Regions from separate parts of the Mus musculus genome. Here region 2 is linked to region 1. The links are chromatin contacts, called in public Hi-C maps. All regions are on one chromosome and are shown on one strand. The core of a region is the stretch at or near the end of the contact, and the rest is flanking DNA. Distances in the headings are between cores, read along the strand shown.

Region 1 (4,052 bases), core at 636-3,135:
AAAAACTAAAGGAGGAAGAGGTTGCCTGTGGAAGGGAGAGTGGAGTTTTCACTAGCAAAGTTGTGTGCTTTCTACTCCTTCAGAAGAGCAATGCCCAGACTCATGGGTATAAAATATGTACAGAAAGAAACTGGGTTGTGCTCTGGCAGAGATATCTAGGTCCCAGAAAGTCATCTGTTGAGAAAGGGCAAAAGCAGGGACAACCTTTTTCTGAGGACGGAGATTTCAACAACCTGTGCCTGTCCTTGCCACTAAACATCCACTACAACTGAGTTGTTACTGGTTAGTTCCAATGCTTGTTGATTGGACCCTGGGGTTTTTTTCCCCCAGAAAACTGTTTTATTTCTTCCTTGTCTTCGTATTTCTTAAGTCTCACTTCGACTCTTTTCCTCTAAACTCCATCATGTTTTCTCCCCTGGGGTGGGGTGAAGGGGTTGGTGGGCAGGGGCAGGCGTAGATAGAGCAGATCAGAGGAAGTAGACCAGAAGGTTGAACTTAAAAAACTCAGCTACACTCCGGGCAGGGGTTGATTATCTACGAGTAATTTGCCCTCCAGCCTAGTCTGGTAAGAATGGGTGTGCACACTTTCAGCCAAATTGCTAGAGAAATGTAAGCATTTCTCCAGCTGCTGCACTCACAAACTGCCCAGAAACAATCTTCTCTCTTAGATACCTGAGTTAGGGACTACTGTGTGCTCTGACCTGGAAACCTGGCCAGTGCTCTGGTCCAAGCCATGCACACCATACAAACACATCTTGATGCTACCCTTCTAAACCCTGCTTGCTTTCCTCCGGACTACCTGCTAGGTCACCTTTTCCAGGGCCATCTGTTCATCATTCCCATCTCTAAACTGTGCCTCACACGGTCTCACTGCCTGGCTTCTGTCTAGAGCCGCAAATGTGCAAGGGTCTGCTTTCTCGACCCAAGGAGCTCTGCCTTAAGCAGCTCTTTGACCAGACTGACTCGCTCCCCATCCAAGCCAATGAGGAAAGGCTTGCTTTCAGCTTCTTGCCCCATTCAGCTCTTTGTCAAGGACAGTGATCCTGCTGCCACCACAGATCCCGAACTTTCATCACTCTTCAGAAAGCGCTTTGTCTCTTTAAAGGAGACTGGGGACGAATATTAATGATTCCAGTAGATTCTAACAGCAAAGCTATCAAATTCTCCCAAGTCCATGCCAGCGATGGTCTCAGTGACGTTCTGGAGCCGAACTCTTAAGATAGCCAGCTCCCTCCCATAGCGAGCGCACCACGGAGCCACAGACTAAGGAACCTGACCTGCCTACTCCCCAGCCCCCGCCAGAATCTTCAAGGAAAACCGTAGAAAAAGGTCTCAGGGAGCGATCCTGGAACCACCTTCTCCTCTGCCCCAGCCCTCCGGACACAGTCTGCTTCTGAAGCCCAGGGGAAGCAGTCACCTTGACACCCCGTGCCAGGGTCTTCCAAGATTTGGAAAACCCGGGGACCCACCCCCTGGATGAGCATCCTTCCCGCAGACACAGGCGAAGTTAGCACTGGGTGTAAAATGAAGCAGGGCGAGGCAGGGGCAGTGGGCACCTACCTGGGATGGCTAAATTGGTGAGGGGGATGCTGTGGATGCTCTCAGGCAGAGTTGCCATCCAGTCGGCGAATTTCAGCTCGTTTTTCCCCTGAGATGAGGCCATGGTGCCGGTCTGCTTGCCGCCGCGCTAGTCGCCACACTCCTAGGCACAGGCTGGCAGCTGCTGCCGTTAAGCCAATGTTTGCTTCGGCCCCGCTAGAGTTTACACTCCGCTCTGCGCCACACCCACAGGATGGCGCAGACACATGCTCATTTTAATAATTATTCAAAAACACCCCATGCTCCCTCCTTGCCTTGCCAGACTCCACTGCCGGGGCTTTTGTTCCTGACGTCCGTGCTCTGCTCTCTGCTCTTTCCCCTCCCTCCAGACTCCCTCCTCCCGTCTCACCCCTCCTAGGTGGCTCTGCCTTTCTTTGCCATTTTGCAGCTTCCCACCTCTTCTTGTTATTAGTCCTTCATCCTTAAAACAAACAAACAAACAAACATACAAAAATAAAATTTAAAAACTTCGTTTTCCGAGCTGCTTTGTCCCTCGTCTTTCTCTGTCCCTTGGTGAGAGTTCCTAGTCCAGTTTGCATGAAAGGCAGTCTTGCGGTCGAATCTAAAAATCCTGGTAGACTTTGGCATGTTGTTACCTCCTGAAGAGCAAATTCATCTTTGGCTCTCAACACTTTCCATTCTTCCCAAAGAGTGTTCCTTTCCCTAAGCCACAAAAGAGTGTGCCCTTTCTCAGCAAAGAGTCCTCCGACTTATTTATACAAAATGGAGGTCTTTATTTATCACTTTGCCTGATGTTTTAAGGAGCTGATTGATACACGTGGTGAGCAGGAAGGACAGTATATTCTCTTCTATATTAATCCCTGGTCCCAGGCATTTCACGGGTCAAGGGGCACTGCCACAGGTTGTGAAGACCTTCATTGATGCAGTTCCTTTCTGGGTTTCACGGCACTCAGGAAAAGATGAAAGTCTGGGACTGGAAGGAACCACGTCTCCCAATGACATGCTGTAATTACTGCCAGTAGCATTTGGTGGAATGTATTTGGCACCACTTGAAGTGATCTATGTGATTGTTTGGATCTTCATTCCTTGGCAGACTAAAGAGATGTGTCTCTCCAGAGAGAAATCGCTCATGTGGCTCCAGAGAAATGTCTGGGTCCACCTGTTCCGCAGTGAGAAAGAGAAAGAATCTAACCTTACAAATGTGGCAAGACCAGCATTGGCCTGAACAGGACTGTATGAGTCAGAGTGACCATGTGCTAGGCCATTACCACTCAGAGACTAAGGATGGGCAAAAGGAGCTGGCTTTCCTATGGAGGGACGTGTAAATTCTATTCCCAGAGGAAATCCTATTAGGCTGAAGAAATTAGAATCAAGGTTGGAGAGACAGCACTGAGCAACATGAGAGTAATCATTTCAGTTCAGTAAACCCATTTAACATTTTAAAAGCCCCAGAGCCTTTTTATTTTGTGCAAGGATGCTGTGACCAAAGAAAATTCCCTATCTATTCGAAATTACTTTGGGGGAAGGTAGAGGGAGGAGAGAGGATGTCTAACTCTTTTGATCAAATTTTCTTACTCTCCCCATGGAAACAGTCCATCGTGTCTTGAAGACATGGTTGGTCTATCTTTAGGAATGAGGATGAGATGTACTGAAACTTCTGCTCAGAGAACTCTTTACATTCTCGGTAGCACAGCACATCCTTGTATGCTTTTAGCTAGAATGCGAATCATCTCTGCTTGTTGGCAAAGAGATTTATAAGCCCCGCTCTTCTGACTAATGCCAGTGTTTTAAGGGTAACACATTGAGGCAGCAACTCAGAATCACACTGGAGAGTTAGCCACACTGTGTGTGAGCAAAGTCCTCCAGTGCCTGTTAGTCCTGTGTTTTCCATTACACAGTCATGACTACTGAGAGACTTGTGGTGACACTTTCAGGTGTGCTTGCTGAAATAGCAGGATCTGCACCCTCACTTTTCCTTGTCTATTTGGAGACTATTCTAGACTTTGAAAGTATTCTTTCCAGGGTGGTCAATTAATTATGCAACCTGTGAGGTATTGTTCTGTAAGATGTACTTCAAAAATACTCTTTATCCAAATGTATTGTGAGGATGTGTCCTAAAAAGTTTAGGAAACAGTTTATAAAAGACGATTGTCCTAAAGTAGAATTGCCTCTTCTTTGGGAAACTTCAGTGTTTGCTCTTAAGGCCTTCAACTGATTGGATGAGGTCAATACATATGATGGCAGGTAATCTGCTCCATTCAAAATGACTATAAAAGCTACTTCATCTACAAACATCTGCATAGCAGCCTCTACTGTAGTATTTGAACAAATAGTTAACCATCATAATTCAGCCAAGTTGTGACTCAAGAAATCAACATACTCACTGTAAAACTCATGTAAATTAGTGTTTGAGCAGCTAGTCGTCACAACTCTGCTAATTTGTGGTGTATAAAAAAATTCCATCATACTCACTGGAAAACTAATAAAGAGGT
Region 2 (4,052 bases), core at 971-3,470, 180 kb after region 1:
TAAAGTAGAAATTCTGGAGGTAGGGTTGGTTTAGGTTTTGTGTGTGTGTGTGTGTGTGTGTGTGTGTGTGTTTTGTTTTGTTTTGTTTTCTCTTCCTCTCAAACATTATTTCTCTGGAAAGTGAAATATATTCATTCCAAATTTCCTATTTAGGCTGATAGGTATTTGTCATGATGTGACATGCTGTATATTTCACTATGGCATATCAAAAGCATCCAAAAATACATATTTTTGATTAGGTAAGTCAAGCCATCCAGCACAAGAAAACTCAAATCCCCTCTCTGGAAACTGCTGGACCAGAGCTTATTCAGAAGGTAACTGGAAAGTTGTCAGGGGCTCAGCTTTTCAGGGAGGGAGGAGTAGCCCTAATGAGACACAAGAAAACAAAAACCTCACTTATAGAAATGGGAAGCCTGCTGGAGGCTGTGGGAGGGAGAATGCAGCAGATGCCCTTCTTAAATTAGGTTAGTTTACAGAGGATTGCGACTACCAGGATGCCTTAATGTGAATGAGTCTTGACATGATCCCTGGAACTTGGAAACTCAGTCTGTTATTGAGCAGTTGCTCTGCCTTGACATCTGCATATTTTGGACACAGACAGTTTATACCTTCTGCAAGCTCCTCATTCAAAGTTGACATGGAAGTTGCCAGGGGTATAATTTGCAGCCCTCTCCAGATGTTTGGGGTGGCAGTAGATTGGACCATGACAGGAATGTGACACGCCAATAATTGTTCTGGATTATCTTTCCCCTTATCTAGAGAAGTGAACACCAAATGTAGTGAAATATGAGCAATATTAATATAGAGTTAAGGAAGAGAAAGGAGGCCTTTGTATTCTCAGAGCAGGAACTCTATGAATCATACTTCATCTTCATTAAATCTGACTTTTTAAAACAGTCTGTGTGGGATAGATCTGACCCAAGCTTGTACTTCATTCCCCATTCATCCTGCCAGCTATTGGGCTCAAAGGCAGGTTTGCTGAACCTTGGTATTATTGACATCTTGTTCCTGATACTTCCTGGAAAGGGAAGAGCTGTTCTGTTCACTAAATAGTGTTTAGAAGCAGCTCTGGCCTCCAGGTACTTGATACCAACAGCATTTTTCCTATCATGACACAAAAATTGTCTCCAGATATTTCCAGGTGTCTTTCAGGATGGGAGGACTAAAGGGCACTTGCTGAAGAACCACTCTTACAAGAATTTTGGAAAAGTGATTCCACAGTTTCCCATGGCAAGTCATATGATGATCCTCAAACTTTTGTATCCCATTGACATCATCCAGATTAGATCTGTCTTAATCACTAAGAAACAGTACTCAGGTTGTCCTCCTCTTGTTAATGAAATTTCCAATGAGACACAATTCTTGCCCATAAATAATATATGACTATAACATCACAAAACCCTGCTTATTAGCAAATGATAAAGATAAATATGTTATGTGTGTGAGCTGAAAGTATCTATGTGATGAGACATCTCACAACCAAAACAGGGTACATCTAGTACTTCATTCCGTATTATCTAGTCAATCATAGCAAAAGCAAAGCATTCCACAGCAAAGGACAAGTGATAGTAGTTCAATTACAAACCCTGCCTGAGAGCAATGAAATAGTGAGGTCCATAAAAGACCAGCGGTAGAAATGTTTTAATGCTCAAGAGAATAAGGAGGTCAGATGACCAAATGGTGTTGTAAACTGAAAAAAAAAACTTAATGTCATAAATCAATATAGTTAGCTGAATATATGAGGAGTAAATTTTAGTAACCTTCCTTTCTTCCCATTTCTTTTGTATATACACACACATACAAACACACGAACACCCAACTTACTTGGTAACATATTTTAACAAGAATTTGGATTCCATTTTACCCTATGACAATTATAACCTCTGGCCCTCATCAGTGGAGACCATCTTCAAGAAGACACTATTTTTATAGTGTGTATATAATTAATTTTAAAATGTTTAATGTATCATGAAATCCTTTCTAAAATTTTATTTTTTACTCATGAAGTATAGAACCTTCTTTGGTGGAGGAGAGTTCATCTCTTACATCCTGCCATGACTTGGATATGGTTTGCCTCCGGTGATCTTGCTGTCAGAGATCTGATGCTTAGCATTGCACTGTGGGGATAGTAAGGTACATTTCGGTGAGAGATCCATCAGTAACTGTAGCTACCACCTTGGAAGGGAATAATGGTTTTCTGAAGTTGAGTTCTTTTGTGAGCATTGTTATAAAATCTTGACCCTGACCACCAAATATTTCTCTCTGGTTTCCCATCTAAAAATGTATCTGCTTGTCCAAAACACTCTAACTATAACAATTCTCCATTAGGTAACACAGGTAAAGGGCCTCTGTTTGGACTTTCAATATCCAGACTTTTATAGTTATCCTCCATTGAATATAGTATCATAGCAATAAAATTTTAACTAACACAGAAAGGCCTATTAGATTCCCTAGTATAGAGCACTGTAAGTTAGTAACAGAAAGAACCTGCATTTTTATAGAACTGTTCAATGTAGGACTTTCCAACGTATTACATCCAATGATTCTCACATGTACAAATGTCCTCATGTAACAACTGGAAACTAAAGTTGAATTTGTTTTCAGGGCCATCTGGGAAGAAGACTAAACAGTTCTCTGATTTCCATTTCCATCAGAAAACACATCAATGATCTGAAAAAAAATTTAATATAAAAGAGACACATTGGTTGCTAAAACTGTTCAGTGCTGTCAGATTAGATGTTTTGTCTGAATGATGGAAGATGAGTTTTTTAATGAAGAGATGAAACAAAGTATATGACATTTAGCATTAATAGGTTTTTCTGTTTTCAACTTAAAGTGTTTGATGAAAGATATGCTTTGAGAATAGTAGCATTAAGTCCCCCTACAGCATACACAGCAGTAGACTTCACCCTGTCCCTTATACTCCATTTTTCAGCCTATGACTCTGCTTGCATTCCTGGAGGCCACTCTGGGCCAGGCACCCCAGGCCAAACTGGCACTAGGGACCCAAGAGGCAAGGTTAGCAACTAAACCCGCAGAGCTCACACAGGCCACACAAATACCCATTCAACAGAGATAAATTCAGAAATCAGTATCTAAAATTATAGTAACAAAACCTAAATGGCTAATGGACAGCATAAGAACACAATCAACAAGATCTAGGGCAATATTGCACTACCACAGCCTAGGCATCCTATTACAGCAAGCTCTGGGTATCCTAACACAGATCAAGTACAAGAAAATGATTTTGAATCCAACCTTATGGAGATGATAGAAGTCTTTAAAGAGAAAATTAGTACATCCCTTAAAGAAACACAGGAAAACACAATTGAACAGGTGAAGGAAATGAATAAAACAGTTTAAGACCTGAAAATGTAAATAGAAGCAATTAAGAAAACACAAACTTAGAGAATCTTGGATATGGAAAACCTAGGTAAAAGAACAAAAACAGCTGACACAAGCATTACCAACAGAATACAAGAGATGGAAGAGAAAATCTCAGAGGAAGAAGCTATGATAAAAGAAGTTGATACATTCCTCAAAGAAAATGTTAAATCAAAAAATTTTTTCTGACACAAACATCCGGAAAATCTGGGACACTGAAAATACTTAACCCAATAATACTAGGAATAGAAGAAGGAGAAGATTACCAGCTCCTACAAACCAGAAGATATTTTCAACAAAATCATAGAAGAAAAATTTCCTAACCTAAAGAAAGAGGTGCCTATAAATGAACAAGAAGCTTAGAGAACACCAAATAGATTGGATCAAAAAAAGAACATACTTCTGCCACATAAGCAAAACACTAAATGTATAAAACAAACAAAGAATAGTAAAAGCCACAAGAGAAAAAGGGCAAGTGTTATATAAAGGCAGGCCTATTAAAATTATACACAACTTCTCAGCAGAAACACTAGATGCCATCCCAGACTACTATGCCTAGCAAAATTTAAATCACCATAAGTAGAGAAAACAATATATTCCATGACAAAACCATATTTAAACAATATGCACAAATCTAGCCCTACAGAAAAAATTAGAAGAAAAACCCC

What was found. A called contact is a pair of places that touch in the nucleus more often than the background predicts.
Region 2: a contact with region 1 is called in a Hi-C map of the N1E-115 cell line, with 2.5 times the contacts expected there. The contact joins the enhancer-like site here to the promoter of Plcxd3 in region 1. A contact is called at or near these places in 1 of 39 promoter capture datasets (embryonic stem cells), 1 of 484 Hi-C or Micro-C datasets (the N1E-115 cell line) and 2 of 9 other capture datasets (adipose tissue and liver).

The regions. Positions count from the first base shown.
Region 1 is chr15:4,373,324-4,377,375 of GRCm38.p6, reverse strand. It overlaps Plcxd3 (phosphatidylinositol-specific phospholipase C, X domain containing 3), which reads right to left and starts at 1,885. Exons shown (of 3, transcript NM_177355.3): 1 at 1,561-1,885. The coding sequence starts at 1,663.
Region 2 is chr15:4,193,444-4,197,495 of GRCm38.p6, reverse strand. No RefSeq gene overlaps it. Among named protein-coding and RNA genes, the nearest start is that of BC037032, 170 kb to the right of the region's middle. Within about 2 kb of position 2,220, at least 1 of the 459 cell types and tissues checked has an H3K27ac peak or open chromatin away from gene starts, as enhancers often do. A contact at or near this core is called in the N1E-115 cell line, where this site is marked.